Regions from separate parts of the Danio rerio genome. Here region 1 is linked to region 2. The links are chromatin contacts, called in public Hi-C maps. All regions are on one chromosome and are shown on one strand. Each heading gives the region's core, a stretch centred on a gene start, on an enhancer-like site or on the middle of the called end of the contact. The rest is flanking DNA. Distances are from core to core; before and after follow the strand shown. Region 1 holds the start of kif14 (kinesin family member 14). Region 2 holds the start of scamp4 (secretory carrier membrane protein 4).

Region 1 (7,704 bases), core at 4,672-7,171, 140 kb after region 2:
TAACTATAATGGTGTAAGTGTAATTACAATGTTGTAACAATGTAATTACATTGTTCTAACGATGTAGTTACAATGTTATTACATAGTATTAACAAACTTATTTTATAGTAACTACAATGTAATGACAATGTTAAAGCAATGGATTTACAATGTAATGACATAGTGATTACATCCAAGGTAAAAGTTTGCAGTTACTTATTACTTGTACTGTGTATATGTATATTACTATAACACATAAATACTGTATATGAAATATGCTTAAATACATTTACAATAATTATTATAGATGTTATTACAATGTTATAACAATATGATTACAGTGTTTTTAGATAGTAATTATAATGTTATTATATAGCAATTATAATGTTAATACATTGTAATTGTAATGTAATAACAATGGTATAGCTATGTAATTACAATATACCAACATAGTAAATACATCCTAGGTAAAAGTTTGCTATTACAAATTACATGTGTACCGTGTATATGTAAATAACTATAACACACAAATACTGTATACGAAATATACAAACAGATTTATAATAACATCATAGATGTAACTACAATGTTGTAAGTGTAATTACAATGTTTACAATTGTAAGAATAATGTTATAACGATATAATTACAATGTTATTACGTAGTAGTAATAATGTTGTTACATAGTAATTATAATGTAATGATGATGTTATAGCATTGTAATAACAATGTAACGCCATAGTAGTTACATCCTAGGTAAGAGTTTGCAGTTACATATTACATGTGTACTGTGTATATGTATATTACTATAAGACACAAATACTGTACACGAAATATACAAATACGTTTACAATAATATCATAGATGTTATTACAATGTTGTAGTGTAATTACAATGTTACAACGATGTAAATACAATGTTTTTACATAGTAAGTACAATGTCATTATATAGTTATTATAATATTGATACATAATGATAATGTTATGACATGGTTATAGCAATGTGATTACAATGTACTGACATAGTAATTACATCCAAGGTAAAAGTTTGCAGTTACATATTACGTTTACTGTGTATATGTATATCACTATAACACACAAATACTGTATACGAAATATACAAAAATGCATTTACAGTAATTTCATAGATTCAATTACAATGTTGTAAGTGTGATTACAATGTTGTTACTATGTAATTACAATGTTTTAATGATATAATTACAATGTTATTACATAGTATTTGCAATGTTATTACATAGTAATTATAATGTTATTATATAGTAAATATAATATTAATACATAGTAAATGTAATGTAATGACAATATTATAGCAATGTAATTGCAATGTAACGACATAGTAATTACATCCTATTTAAAAGTTTGCAGTTACATATTACATGTGTACTGTGTTTATTTATATTACTATAACACACATGTACTGTATACGAAACATACAAAAACACATTTAAAGTGATATCATAGATGTACTTACAATGTTTACATTTACATTTACATTTAGTCATTTAGCAGACGCTTTTATCCAAAGCGACTTACAAATGAGGACAAGGAAGCAATTTACACAACTATAAGAGCAACAATGAATAAGTGCTATAGGCAAGTTTCAGGTCTGTAAAGTCTAAGAAGGAAAGCTATAACAATGTTATAACAATTTAATTACAATGTTATAACAATATAATTACAATGTTACTACATAGTAAATATAATGTTATTAAATAGTAATTATATTGTTATTACATAGTAATTAGAATAATATTACATTGTATTTATAATGTAATGGCAATGTTATAGCGATGTATTTACAATGGACATGGTAAATACATCCTAGGTAAATGTTTGCAGTTACATATTACAAGTGTACTGTGTATATATATATATATATATATATATATATATATATATATATATATATATATATATATATATATATATATATATATATATTACTATAAGACACAAATACTGTAGACAAAATATTCAAAACACATTTACAGTAATATCATAGATGTAACTACAATGTTGTAGTGTAATTACAACGTATAAGAATGTAATGTTGGAGTGTAGTGTAGTATTTTTCCAAAGTAACTATAATGTTTTTATATAGTAATTATAATGTTGTTACATAGTAATTAAAATGTAATGACAATATTGTAGCAATGTGACTACAATGTAACGACATAGTGATTACATCCAAGGTAAAAGTTTGCAGTTACATATTACATGTGTACTGTGTATATGTATATTACTATAACACATAAATACTGTATATGAAATATACAAAAACACATTTACTGTAATATCCTAGATGTAATTACAATGTTTTAAGTGTAATTACAACTTATAAGAAAGTAATGTTGGAGTGTAGTGTAACTACAGTGTTATAATGATGTGACTACAATTTTCTTACATAGTAATTATAATGTTGTTATATAGTAATTATAATATTATTACATAGTAATTATATTGTAATGACAATGTTATAATGATATATTTACAATGTATTGACATAGTAATTACATCCTTGGTAAAAGTTTGCAGTTACATATTACATGTGTACTGTGTATATTACTATAAGACACAAATACTGTATACGAAATATACAAAACACATTTACAGTAATATAGATGCAACTACAATGGTGTATTGTAATTACAATATTATAATGATGTAATTATAGTGTTATTACATAGTAATTATAATATTATTACGTAGTATTTATAATGTAATGACAATGTTACAACAATGTAATTACAATGTAACGACATAGTAATTAAATCCTAGTTAAAAGTTTGCAGTTACTGCATATCGTCACCTTGGAGTTTTAATATTCTATTTGCGTTCAGAGTGATTTTGAGATATTAAGCTTCAAAGATTTGCATTCCATATAGCAAACCATGTGTGTTACAGTTCGCTTTCATACATATGATACACTTTATGCATGTACTCTCTCTCTCTCTCTCTCTATATATACATATGGTATGTGTGTGTGTGTGTATATACACGTATATACATGTATGTATCACACACACACACACACACACACACACACATAGATTATACACTCCATACATATATAAACATGATACTATACATACACACACATGATATACCCTACTGTATACGTATGCATACTTTATACATTCTATGCATATACACGCAAATCACTCCTATCAGGGTCTGGGAAAGAACTCGGGTCTCTGGCTTGAGAAGAGTCACATTTCCTCATTTCCACATTTAGCATATGAGATAAATTATGTCACTACATAATAACTGGTTATGATTATTACTGAACCGATACTGAATTGTCTGCATTGCGGTGCACCGAAAAAAACCAATTAATTTTGACACCCCTAATATACACACGTTAAACATCATACATTCTATACATATACACTCACACGATACACATGTACACAAAATTCACTCCTGTCAGGGTTAGAACCCAGGTCTCTGACGTGAGAGGAGAGTCACATTACCACTGAGCTACTGGAAGTTGATGTCACATCATACACTCTATACATATAAACCCTCTATACTCCATACATAGGCAAACGATAATACACCACTCTATACATATACATGATACACCCTATGCATTTACACGCTATACATACATTCTATAAAAATACACCATATGATACCCTCTATACAAATACACATATGATACACACTATACATATTATGTACTCTATATATAAACACATTTTACACTCCATACATATACAAACATAATACATTCTATACATGAGCACACTCCATACATGTGGAAACAATATGCTCTATAGATACACATGATAGACCCTATGCATACACACAGTATACACTCCATATAATACACGTTACACTTAATACATTCTATGCATATACACACAAATCACTCCTGTCAGGGTGTGGATGTAGAACCCGGGTTTCTGGCGTGAGAGGAGAGTCACATTACCACTGAGCTACTGGAAGTTGATGACACATAATACACTCTATACATATACACACGATACACAACTTCCATTTCTCTCGTGAGATTTTTCACACGTTTGCCATCTCCTGTACAATCATGTTTAGAATTACATGCATCATCAATGATCTTCTCCAGAAGAAAGACCATATGGTCCCTATAATGCTTTTTAAACATGTCGTCCACAATAGACCTCATTTGACAATCAAAAACAGGGTCGCACTCGCACTTAGGCCTTTCATGCGCATCACCTTCAGCATTTTGAGAACAATACCAATCAGCCATCTTTGCAAGGGGGCTGTCAGAAGAAATCAGATTTATTATTTTTTTTATCACAATACAAAGTTTGCCCTATAATGTGTGTAGAACATATGGAGTAGTACTTTAAAGATGCTGCTGGTGTCCTTAAACAGTAATAGTTCAGTCCTAATAGTTCAGTGCAAACAAGACCAAAGTAGTGGCCTTGTTCCTTAAAGATAGTAGCCTACCTTTTTATGTCTTTAATCTTCTTTTTACTCCTGATCAATGGATTCTTGTGGAAAGTTCTGGTGTCAGTGGCTGTACCCAAAATCATTACTAAAACATATATTTAAAAAATAGTAATAAATCATAAATATACTTGTTAATTTTTTTTTGCAAACAAACATTACACACACTTTAGTAAAATACCTGAATTAATATATTTGTTATGGTAATACAACAACTTGAGTAATATCAACGGACTGAAGAATATTATACTACATTACACCAGTTTACTGTAGGAAAAACGGATACTATTAGTTTTTTAGTCCACTATAGTTATTATACTACAGTTTGCTGCAGCATTCATTAACAAAGTGTTGTGAGTGCTATAACAAATAACCAATATAATACATTTTACTAAAGTATGGTTCAAAAACGACAGATTTTACTGTAAATTACTCTAGATTTATTTCGCGTCATCTTTTGGTCAAGCTCAGAGACCTTCTCTGACTGTTTACCCTGATAGACACTGCCATCTGTTGGTCCATCTACGTCCCTGCGTCGCCGTTACGTCAATCTGAGCCGACCAATCACTGCACGCGGACTGTTTTTGAATCGGAGCGGCAGTATGGCGGAACACAGACAGTGAACTGTTGTTGTTATTATTTATTGACGCACTGAGGCGGAGTACAGTCAGCCGGTTACTTACTTCTCAACGTCAAAACCGACATACACTAGACGAAGAAAGGACTGCGGGTTTTTAATCTTCAAACAAATCAACTTTTAATTCACTAAACGGCTGTTAAATGACCGAACACCGACATCGGCAGGTCAGTTTTCGCAAATATGTATTTTAAATGCAAGTGGGCACGTTGTTGACATCTGAGAACTCATTATTGTAGAAAGATGATACAATTTGTGGAATGAAATGCTTATTTTAGACTTTTAAATTATGGATTTATCAAAAGGAGAGGTCACATCATCTTTTAATAAAACCAAAGAAATAAACAAAACCTACACGATCTCAGCACTCACAACAAACGGGGAAAACGCATTCAAAACACCATCCAAACTCACTCTTCAGAGAAAAACCAGCAGAAATCATCATGACGAAACCACACAGGAGAACCCAAAGCGCCTCACCCTTCAGAGGAGAACCAGAACAGGCTCTTTGAACAGAACCAAAGTCCTCACTGAACCCAACCCAGCACCAAAAGAGACTCAAGACACCATTAAAACACCTGCAAAAACCTCATGGGGTGCTCAGAAAGCCACCCAGGAGGAAAACAAAACAGTTTCGACACCAACAAGAAGAACCCAGTTTGAGAAGCTGAGCGTCAAGAGGGACGTTTTTGAGAAACTGGCTGGTAAAGATGCATCTAAACCCACATTTCCAAAGCCAGCATCTGCCAGAGGAGCGAAGCCTCCTCAGATGAGCAGTGAAAGTGGGAGATCTGCAGGTGAGAAGCTTCTGGTTGGTGGTTTAAATAGGCACATGACTCCTGCATCACAGCCAGCACAGGTGAGGAGACCTGCAGGCCTGATGAGCTCCAGCACACCTCATGGAGGAAGAAGAGTTGAAGGACACACTCCTGCTGAAGGCTTGAGCAAAATGAGTGATTTACAAACTCAAGAGCTGAAGATGGAGAACAGCGCAGTCACGGTTGCTGTACGTGTAAGACCTTTCAGCTCCAGGTAAGAGATTTTCTGATTTTGAACTTTTAATTTGGCTTAAATTTTTTTTTTGGTGTCTGTGTTTATGGTTTATAAATAAGTTACTTTTCTTAAAGGAAAAAGTAGAATGTTTTGACTCTACAAAATAGCTGTAATAAAAAAACAAACTACAATAAACTGATAAATAACTTTGCCACTGCATGTTTAAAAATTACATTTTATGCTTATTGAAAAATGACCATGTAGGACATAACATTATCTTTACCTGTTTCAGGAGTGGACATGTATGTACAGTGCTCAGTAGGGCTGAACGATATTGGAAAAAACAGACTTTTCTTCTAAAAATATATTGCAATATACTATATAATTTGCCAGACTAAATAAACAGCTCAGAATTTACACAATTTTACATGGCTTAGAATGACTTTAGAGTGCATCTGCATGAAATTAAATAAATCAATTGATGAAAACACTAGAGCAAATATATAAATAAAAAAACACAACAACAACCGTTTTGCAGTATTAAGGTACACAAATTGAATAATCAAATGTAAATTAACTATGTGGTTTTCATTGTGTATATATACTTAAATGCAATTAATCTTTCTTAAAGTGAGAAACATTAGGATTTTTTTGTATTTACACAATCACAGGCCTTAAAAACATGAACAAGTGTGGTTCCTGGTCAACTATAATCCTGCTTCAACATTGCAGAACCTGCAGTGTGACTGTTGCAGATGCACACTTTGCGATGTTGATGTTAAAACAATATATTGAATGTTTTATATCCATTTCCCAGTAAATCTAGACAATCCATTTTGGTGCATTTAACAAAAATTTAATTAATTACAATAAGAGTCTGGTCACTTATAGAAATAGAAAGATTAGACATTTAAATTCAAATGAGTTACTGCAAAAAAGACTATTCTATTTTAATTACATTTTATGATTCCTTTAAAAATGTTCCCTAACATATTAATTTGGGCATCCGATGGTTAAACATATGCTGGATTAGTTGGCAGTTAATTCTGCTGTGACGACGACCATTGATAAATAAAGAAAATGAAAATGAATAAATATTAATTCACGTGTACTATTTTGTTTTTGGAACATCATCTTATAATTGTAATGTTAACCTCAATCTTTAAACATTGTTATTAAAAAAAAATCATAAAAAATGTTTTTTGGTGAATATTAGATTAAATAATTGTGTAACTGTTGTATAGATTTTAAGTGTGTTACAATTTTTTAGAATTAAATTAAATGTGTTTTATATAATATATAATTCATAATTGTACTAAATAAATACTGTAAAATTAGGCAAATTACTTATTAAAAGAATATTCAGATTATTTTCTAGTTTTTCTATTTCGTTTGAGTTGGATATCAAATTGTAAATGTAATAAATTATTAATTTATTTAATAAATTATATCATAATTATTTTTTGTTTCTGTATTATTATAATTAATTTGTATTATAAATTTGGCCTGCACAAACATTTCAGCATCGATATCACAATGTAATAGATCGTAAAGCAAGATATGCAATGTTGAGTCTATTATGTCAGTGTTAAGTATTAAAATGTTTGAAGATTTAAATGTATGAAGATTTAAAAAGCAA
Region 2 (7,272 bases), core at 3,670-6,169:
CCTATCTACTCACAGAAGCAGGGGTGGTTGGAGCACTTTTGCTGGGCTCTGGTGAGCTCGCGATCACAGAGGCGGAGCTGGTGGACCCTGTGGACAGCACAGACTCATTCCCATGACTGACTTCAGCCTCCTGCTGCTCCTCTTCCTCCTCCTCCTCCTCAGTGTCAGAGTCCTGAGTGATGTCCAGAAGCGGGAGGGCATCTACATCTTCAGCTTCATCCTTTTCAGTCTCCTCCTCTGTCAGTGGTATAGTCGGTTCTGTAGATTCTGTAGTACCTTCAGAGGTCTTTGTTTTCTCTTCACTAAGAGGGCAGGTGGCAGCGATAGGAGGTGCCGGCTGCTGTTTGGCAGAATCGTTTGAGTCTTCAGTTAGGTCGATAGTGGCTTCAGGGGCTGAGCGGAGCGGGGAACGCTTCCGCCGACTCATGAAGCAATCAAGAGGACCACGGCCGTTCACCAGAGCCGGGCCATGGTGCGAGATGGAGGAGCTGTCCTGATCATTTTCCTGATCACTGGGTTCAGAACACTTGGGAGCAACGGGACCTTTGGTTCTTTTGGGCTCATTGCATTCCTTGGGTTCAGGGTTGAGCCTTTTGAAAGGCAGACGTGCTGAAGGGAGGTGACATTGTTAGATGTGTAAGAATCTAAATATCATATGCATGTTTATATGGAAAAACAAGTCTTTTATCAAAGAAGGTCCATACTGACTCCAAAAACACATACTGATGAGATCAGGGCCTGGTGTGTGGACTTTGGGGGGTTTTATGACAAGTTCACATGTTGATTGGTCAATTTGAATGTCTCAGCATTTGGGCTTTAGTCACATGGTCAAGAAAGATACAAAATATGTGTAAAACTCTGCCCTGGCTCTTTCCCTGTCTTTTCCTGGTCTGTGCTCTTCTGCTCTGCTCCTCTCCTCCTCTGGAGTCTATCTTCTCTGCCTCTTAGAGGCCTACTTACTCTCTTTGTCTCTCCCTCCCTGTGTCTCTCCTTCTACATCTGGTAACTTTAATTTTACATTTAAGCTGTGTAAAATTCATATCATATGTTTTATTTAATATGTTATCATTTTATACAGTTATTTTGTAATCAATTCAGTTGTAACCATAGCAAGTTATTGTGATTAAATCATTTCATTTTTAAGTATTTGTAAATTACTTTTTAACATCAACATTTAATTGTTCCATATTGCAATACAATACGATCACATAATATCAACACTCTCTCACATTTTAACCTATTAATACTGCCCTTATTTCTGTATTAGGTATGAGATTGCAGAAAAATGGTTTGACTAGAAATGTACTGTTTTTTACCATCATGCTGATAACTCTTTAGTCACTCTGCAGAACTACAATTCAAACAAATATTAATTATTCACTTTCATAGTCATGTTTAACGCCTGTCTAACGCCTCTGTACACCCTGCTCTCTGGTTTAGGAAAGGCTTTCCTCTCCACACCAGATATCTCAGTCCCAGTGGAGTTTTTTCATCAGCAGCGAACATTGTAAATGTACAAAGACCTCAGCTTATGCCAGAGAACAGATATGCTGATATTTCTTTTTTTTATATTATCCCAGCACAGTCAAAGCTTTAGTTGTTTTATATTAATGGGTCTTCATTATTATTTTGAAAAATATGTGCAGCATTTAAGAAAAAATTAAAGGGCTCTTCACCTTAAAATTGTTTCAAATAATTTTGTTAAAAAATCATGACTAAAACGTGAGATTAGTATCATGAATCGTATCACATCGTGAGTCAAGTGAATCGTTACAACCATACTACTAAACCTTTTGTGAACCCAGAATTGGTAAACATAGTAGTTAAAAAATTTTTTTGCCATACCAAATTATTGTGGGGCATTGTTTGATTACCATTGAACCACTGAAGTCACAGCTGCTTTTCCACTTTTTTGCCAAACATTTCTAAGAACAGTCAGGTAAAGTTCCGGTTGTGTTTCCATGTGAGCCTGGAATGACGCGGCACGAATACAAACCATTCTCAGGCCAGAATTCTAGGAATAGATAGACAACTGTGCTGAACCGTGCTAAAGTGGTAGAGCACATTCACACATGAATGCCGTCATCACTCTGTTGCCTGGCTGCCAGTTTCTCCATAGTCAGCCAGGCGGAAGAGTGCTAACTTTATTTTTTGTTATTCAACAAACTAAATATCAGAAAAAGAGAGTCCCAAAAACAGAAATATCTGATTATGCATGTAGCTGTTTACGTTACCAACATTCCAAAGAGTTTCATTATCAGCACCACAGTAGAAACTGGAACTACTCTGACTGGCCCAGATCAGCATGGAATGGTTAGGCAAACGGAACCATTCAGCCAGACAGTGGAAAAGCAGCTATGGATTGTTTTGACAATGATTTTGTTTACTGTGTACAGTAATTTTCATTTTTGGATGAACTATGCCTTTAAAATGGACGTAAGGTCATTTACACAAGCAACAGTTACAAAAGATAAACAGCCCTTAATAAAGGTTAATATAAGAATAACTTGTATATTACATCCTCTATTTTAACTTAAGTGTTACACTGATGCCAAAAGAACTTTTCTGTTAAAGCTTTAATAAAAAAAGTTAAATATTGCAACCTTTAAAGAATTAACCTAAAAATGGTAGCATGCTTTTAGATTTATAAACATAAATTTTCACTGATGGCCTTTTGAATGGATAATGTGTGTTATACTGCTTACTTTTCTTGTGTGTGTGTGTTTAATATATATATATATATATATATATATATATATATATATATATATATATATATATATATATATATATATCTGTGTGTGTGTGTGTGTGTATAAGAAAAGTAAGCCAATATACTCGAGTATCTTGCACTTTTACACAATTACAATGCATTTTGGCTATAAAGAAATTGTAGAATAGTATAATCAAAAACTTAAATTATGCATTGGCTCTGGTCCTAAATGCATGACTAAACCAAACAAAATATATTTTGTAGCATGTCATAACTTCAATAGCCTAAATTCCCAAAACTAATGTTGTTTACCTTGAACAAGCTTCTTGTTGGTATTAGCTTTGCCCACACAATCCATATCTGAAATAAACAAAAGGTGTTAAGTCAAATGCTTAACAAACACAAGTACAAATAAATCAAATGACATTAATGTGACATGAACTTTGACAAATCGCAAAAATCAAAACTTGTCAGAAAACATGAGTGTTTGTTGTCAAAACATGTCTCGTCATAACAAAGGTGATTGCTACGTCTGCATGCTAACTACTGACAGTCACAGTCGAACATGACCTCACTTTTTCTCTTTTCTAGCATAAACGGTAAACCTTCAGGTTTTGAGTGTCAAGAAGCTTCAAGATAAAGTATTAAGAGTTGGAAGAAGGCAATAGACGCAAACAGGGTGATAATGTTTATTTTTAATCTCCCGCCATTCAGCGAATGATGGTTTGCAGGCCTGTGGCGACTGAGTTTGGCTACTGAACCTGAGCCATTAACTTAATACATTAACACTAGACTGAAGAACAATGAACCAGTTGAAGCTCAAAATAACAGGTGTGAGACATTTTTTTAGAAATACTCGAGAATAAAGGGAAAACAAACAAAATACGAGATTAAATGCACATTTTAGAAGTAAAAACTTAATTGTCAATAACAAATCCGACCGAATAGCTCACTTGCTAATGTGCTAATTTAGATTATAAAACTTTCGACAACCACGAAAACTACAAGCAAACAAAACCTTAATAGCATTTTTATCATTTTCAGAGACAAATATCCAATAATAACCTTTTTCTGAATAACTGAAAGGTAAAATATGTTTTTTTCAGTACTATTGTCCACTTAAATCATTCATCTGCGTTGAATTACGACATTCCTATCGATGTAATTAATCAGTAAATAATGTATTTTACAATAAAACCCAGACCTCTGCGTGGAGTGGAGGCCAAAGGCTCTTCGGCCGCGAGCATCACGACCACCATCCGCGCGCCCTTCGGCTCCGTGCGCTCGCGCTCGCTCACACTGGAAATCTTACACGGAAACGGGGAGCGCGATTTTGGACGTCTTACACAGCTTCTTACGGCCACTCATCGACTCCACGACTTTTCCAGGGTAACGTTAACTTGTCAACCGCTAATTCGACAGGTTTCTGTAACTTTTGGAGGTTTAATTTGTTGTTTTTTTCGTGTGTGATCCTGCTCCCCGCGTTCCCGTCTCATCCCCGGCCAGACTCCCTCGCGCTCCCCGCTCAGAATTGGCGGGAGCTTGCCGCTGGCCTGGATCGAAAGCTGTGATTGGTCAGTGGGGCACTACGTCGTATGAACGAAGATACACGTTATTGGCTGATACTCGTAGTCCTGCCTTCCAACACGTAGCTTTGAGCTGCGATTGAACAATGAGTATGATTCTCGAATAGGATTGGCTTGAAGCAAATAATAAGTCAAAAAGTTATTCCGTGCAACTGCTTTGACTTGGTAATTTTTGCGGCAGATTTTGTTAGTTTCACGAAGCGAAAACCGTTTTGACAATTACAAAGTTATTATTTTCTCCCAATAAAACAATGGACAGCAAATAATTAATTGTTATTTGAACTAGCAGTCCTTTAAAGGTAGTTTAAAACAAACCATCACGTTGTATCTCAGTACCTGCTTCTAACATTTGGTAAAAAGTAACACGCTTCTGCAAAAAATAGCAGAAACGTGTCATATTTATCAATTGCCACAGGGCAGGAAAACTGGTAAATTATCTAGTCACAAGCGCAGATACCACACCTTTGATAGTTTTGCGATGGGGCTTGTAGTCTTTACCGCTTACAATTTCTGTCCGCTACGTGCAAAACGTGCCAACGTAGAACTACATTTCCCACAATGCACCAGAACGCGCCACCACGTGATTTCTAGAATTCAATGCGGACTGCAGACGCATCCCCATCAAACTATTTAGCGGTACACAGGTAATGCATGTTTATTATTATGAGTTCGTGCTTTTTTGCATTGTTAAAACATCGTTTATTCTGTTAAAGCCATGGACTATACTTTGCGCAGTTACTGTATAGTTTGTCTGTTGTTTTTTTACTGCAGTTGTGTTTGACAGTGCAGCTGCTGGCCTGTACTGTTTTCACGTACAATTATTACTGTCAAATATCCTATATATAGGATTAATACAATCATATGCTGCTAGTTATTAAGCATTTATGTTCTTAAGAGAAAGCTTTTATGAACTTATGTGGTTCAACAGATATAATTTAGGAAAACTACTTATATTTTAATATGTGTTATTAGTTTTTTTTCCCTTTTTTATGATATTTGTGTTCCTTTTAGCATTAAAAACCATCAGTCCGTTAGTTCAGGGAGAGGAAAAGTCCACCTTCACCAGAAGGATCAACATTGTGAACTTTCTCTAAATTGAAACATGACAGGTGAGTCACGTTTGGTTTTGTCATGTAATAACTATGAATCTCACCTTGTTCATGCTGTGCTTTGGTATAAATCTTTTTTTATTTGTGCTTTGTCTGACAGATCGAACAAATAACTTCCCTCCTTTGCCAAAGTTTCTTCGTATAAAGCCATGCTTTTACCAAAATTTTGATGAGGAAATTCCTCAACCCCACCGCCAGCTTGTGCGTCGCGTCTACAATCTTTGGATGTGTGAGTAAATAATTGTCTATTTTAAAGATATCCATTTCAGTTCTTACCAGAGAGTCTATCTTATCTGAAGATTGTGATTACTAATGGTTCCCACCAGTCACAGAATTTCTTGAATGTCATTGTATCAGGAATTTTTGTTTGATGCTATTTTATTGCATTGTTTCAAGACTATTGCTATTTCTTAGCTTCATTTTATTCCTTTCACACTCATCAACTGGCAGTCGATGTTAACTAAAGCTAACCATTCAGGGGTGCGTTTCCCAAACAACGACGTAACTCGCAGCTGAACTGTCATAGTACAATGATGCATCGTTTGGGAAAAGAACGATGTAGTGACAAGTGTTTCCCAAAATGCATAATTTCTCTGTCGCAGATCCATCACTTGAACCACGTTAGTTATAGCGTAAAACGCCCAAAATCACTCTCTAAACTGGGTGGAGAGACAACTTCTTTAGATTATTTAGATTCTTTAGATATTAGATTTGGTAAAAACATGCACTCGCTTTCCATATTAACTGAAATATATGGCACATATTGGGCCTGTTTGTTTTACAAATATTATTGAAAATGACATATCATATTCTAAAACATAAAATCACTTACAAACGCTAGCACGTGTTCTAATATCATATATAAATCATATAAATATTGAGGCGATTTATCATGAAATGAAATTTAATAATTATTATGTTTTAGAAATGAAAACAAAAATCATACTTTAATAATAATATTAATAGTATTGATGATGATGATTTTAATATTATTATTAAGTAGGATATTGTTTGTTTATTTATTTGTTTTTTAAAAGTCTATTTTTACAATTTGACACATGTAAACTACATAAAAAAGTTTTAACCAGCAGGCCCATGTCATATACAGTACAGAGACTTAATAAATAACCCACTATAAATTAAAAGAATTAACGTATGCTTTTTGTTTTCTTAAGCTTTGGAGACGTAACATAAATTCCGCTTTCAAATAATAGGTCACCTATAGCTTTCGCCATGAGGCTGTGTTCAAAATGACATAAATGTTTTTAAAGTGCACTGCGAAGGGAGCAAAATTGTAAACATGAAGATCGCCAAAACTGAACTGTAAAAATAGTTTGAAAGCAAATTACACCTAAGAGAGATGACTTTAATGCTTTTTTACTTTTCATAATTCCAACTTTGAATGTAAAAATGTTTTAAATGAATAGGGCATAGGGGGGATAAGTGGGAATAGAACACAGCCAGGAACTATGTTTCTAACAGCTCCAGAGGTGTAGTTGCGAGTGCTCAAGTTTGCGATGCATTTTGCGAATGTTCGTTGGAGTGACGGATTTGGTAAACGGCAAATCAACAAACTATGTTTGTAACGACGGAACTTGCGACCTTAGTTGGCTAACGATGGTTTTGGGAAACGCACCACAGGATAATAAACATTTTAGAAGCTTTGGCTTTAAAGTGACCACTTCAACTAAAACTGGGTGCCAAAATAGTTTGTAAAACTTCTGTAAAGCTATCAAATACAGAAGTGCAAGCTCTTTGTAGTCACGTAAACATGTACCTTAGAATTGTTTCAAAATCTGAGGTACAGTAAATTATCCTTTGTTGTTTTCATATTGTCTATTTAACTCATACACTATGATGTTGA

Evidence for each region. A called contact is a pair of places that touch in the nucleus more often than the background predicts.
Region 1: a contact with region 2 is called in a Hi-C map of hematopoietic stem cells, with 1.9 times the contacts expected there. The contact joins the promoter of kif14 here to the promoter of scamp4 in region 2. A contact is called at or near these places in 2 of 18 Hi-C or Micro-C datasets (embryo and hematopoietic stem cells) and 1 of 4 datasets of contacts at active chromatin or transcription factors (embryo).

The regions. Positions count from the first base shown.
Region 1 is chr22:22,282,136-22,289,839 of GRCz12tu, forward strand. kif14 (kinesin family member 14) reads left to right here and starts at 5,922. Exons shown (of 29, transcript NM_001044976.1): 1 at 5,922-6,104. The coding sequence starts at 5,953.
Region 2 is chr22:22,145,320-22,152,591 of GRCz12tu, forward strand. It overlaps scamp4 (secretory carrier membrane protein 4), which reads left to right and starts at 4,920. Exons shown (of 7, transcript NM_001025525.1): 1 at 4,920-4,943; 2 at 5,311-5,408; 3 at 5,509-5,637. The coding sequence starts at 5,402. It overlaps chaf1a (chromatin assembly factor 1, subunit A (p150)), which reads right to left and starts at 4,228. Exons shown (of 16, transcript NM_001045013.2): 1 at 3,918-4,228; 2 at 3,026-3,073; 3 at 14-609. The coding sequence starts at 3,972.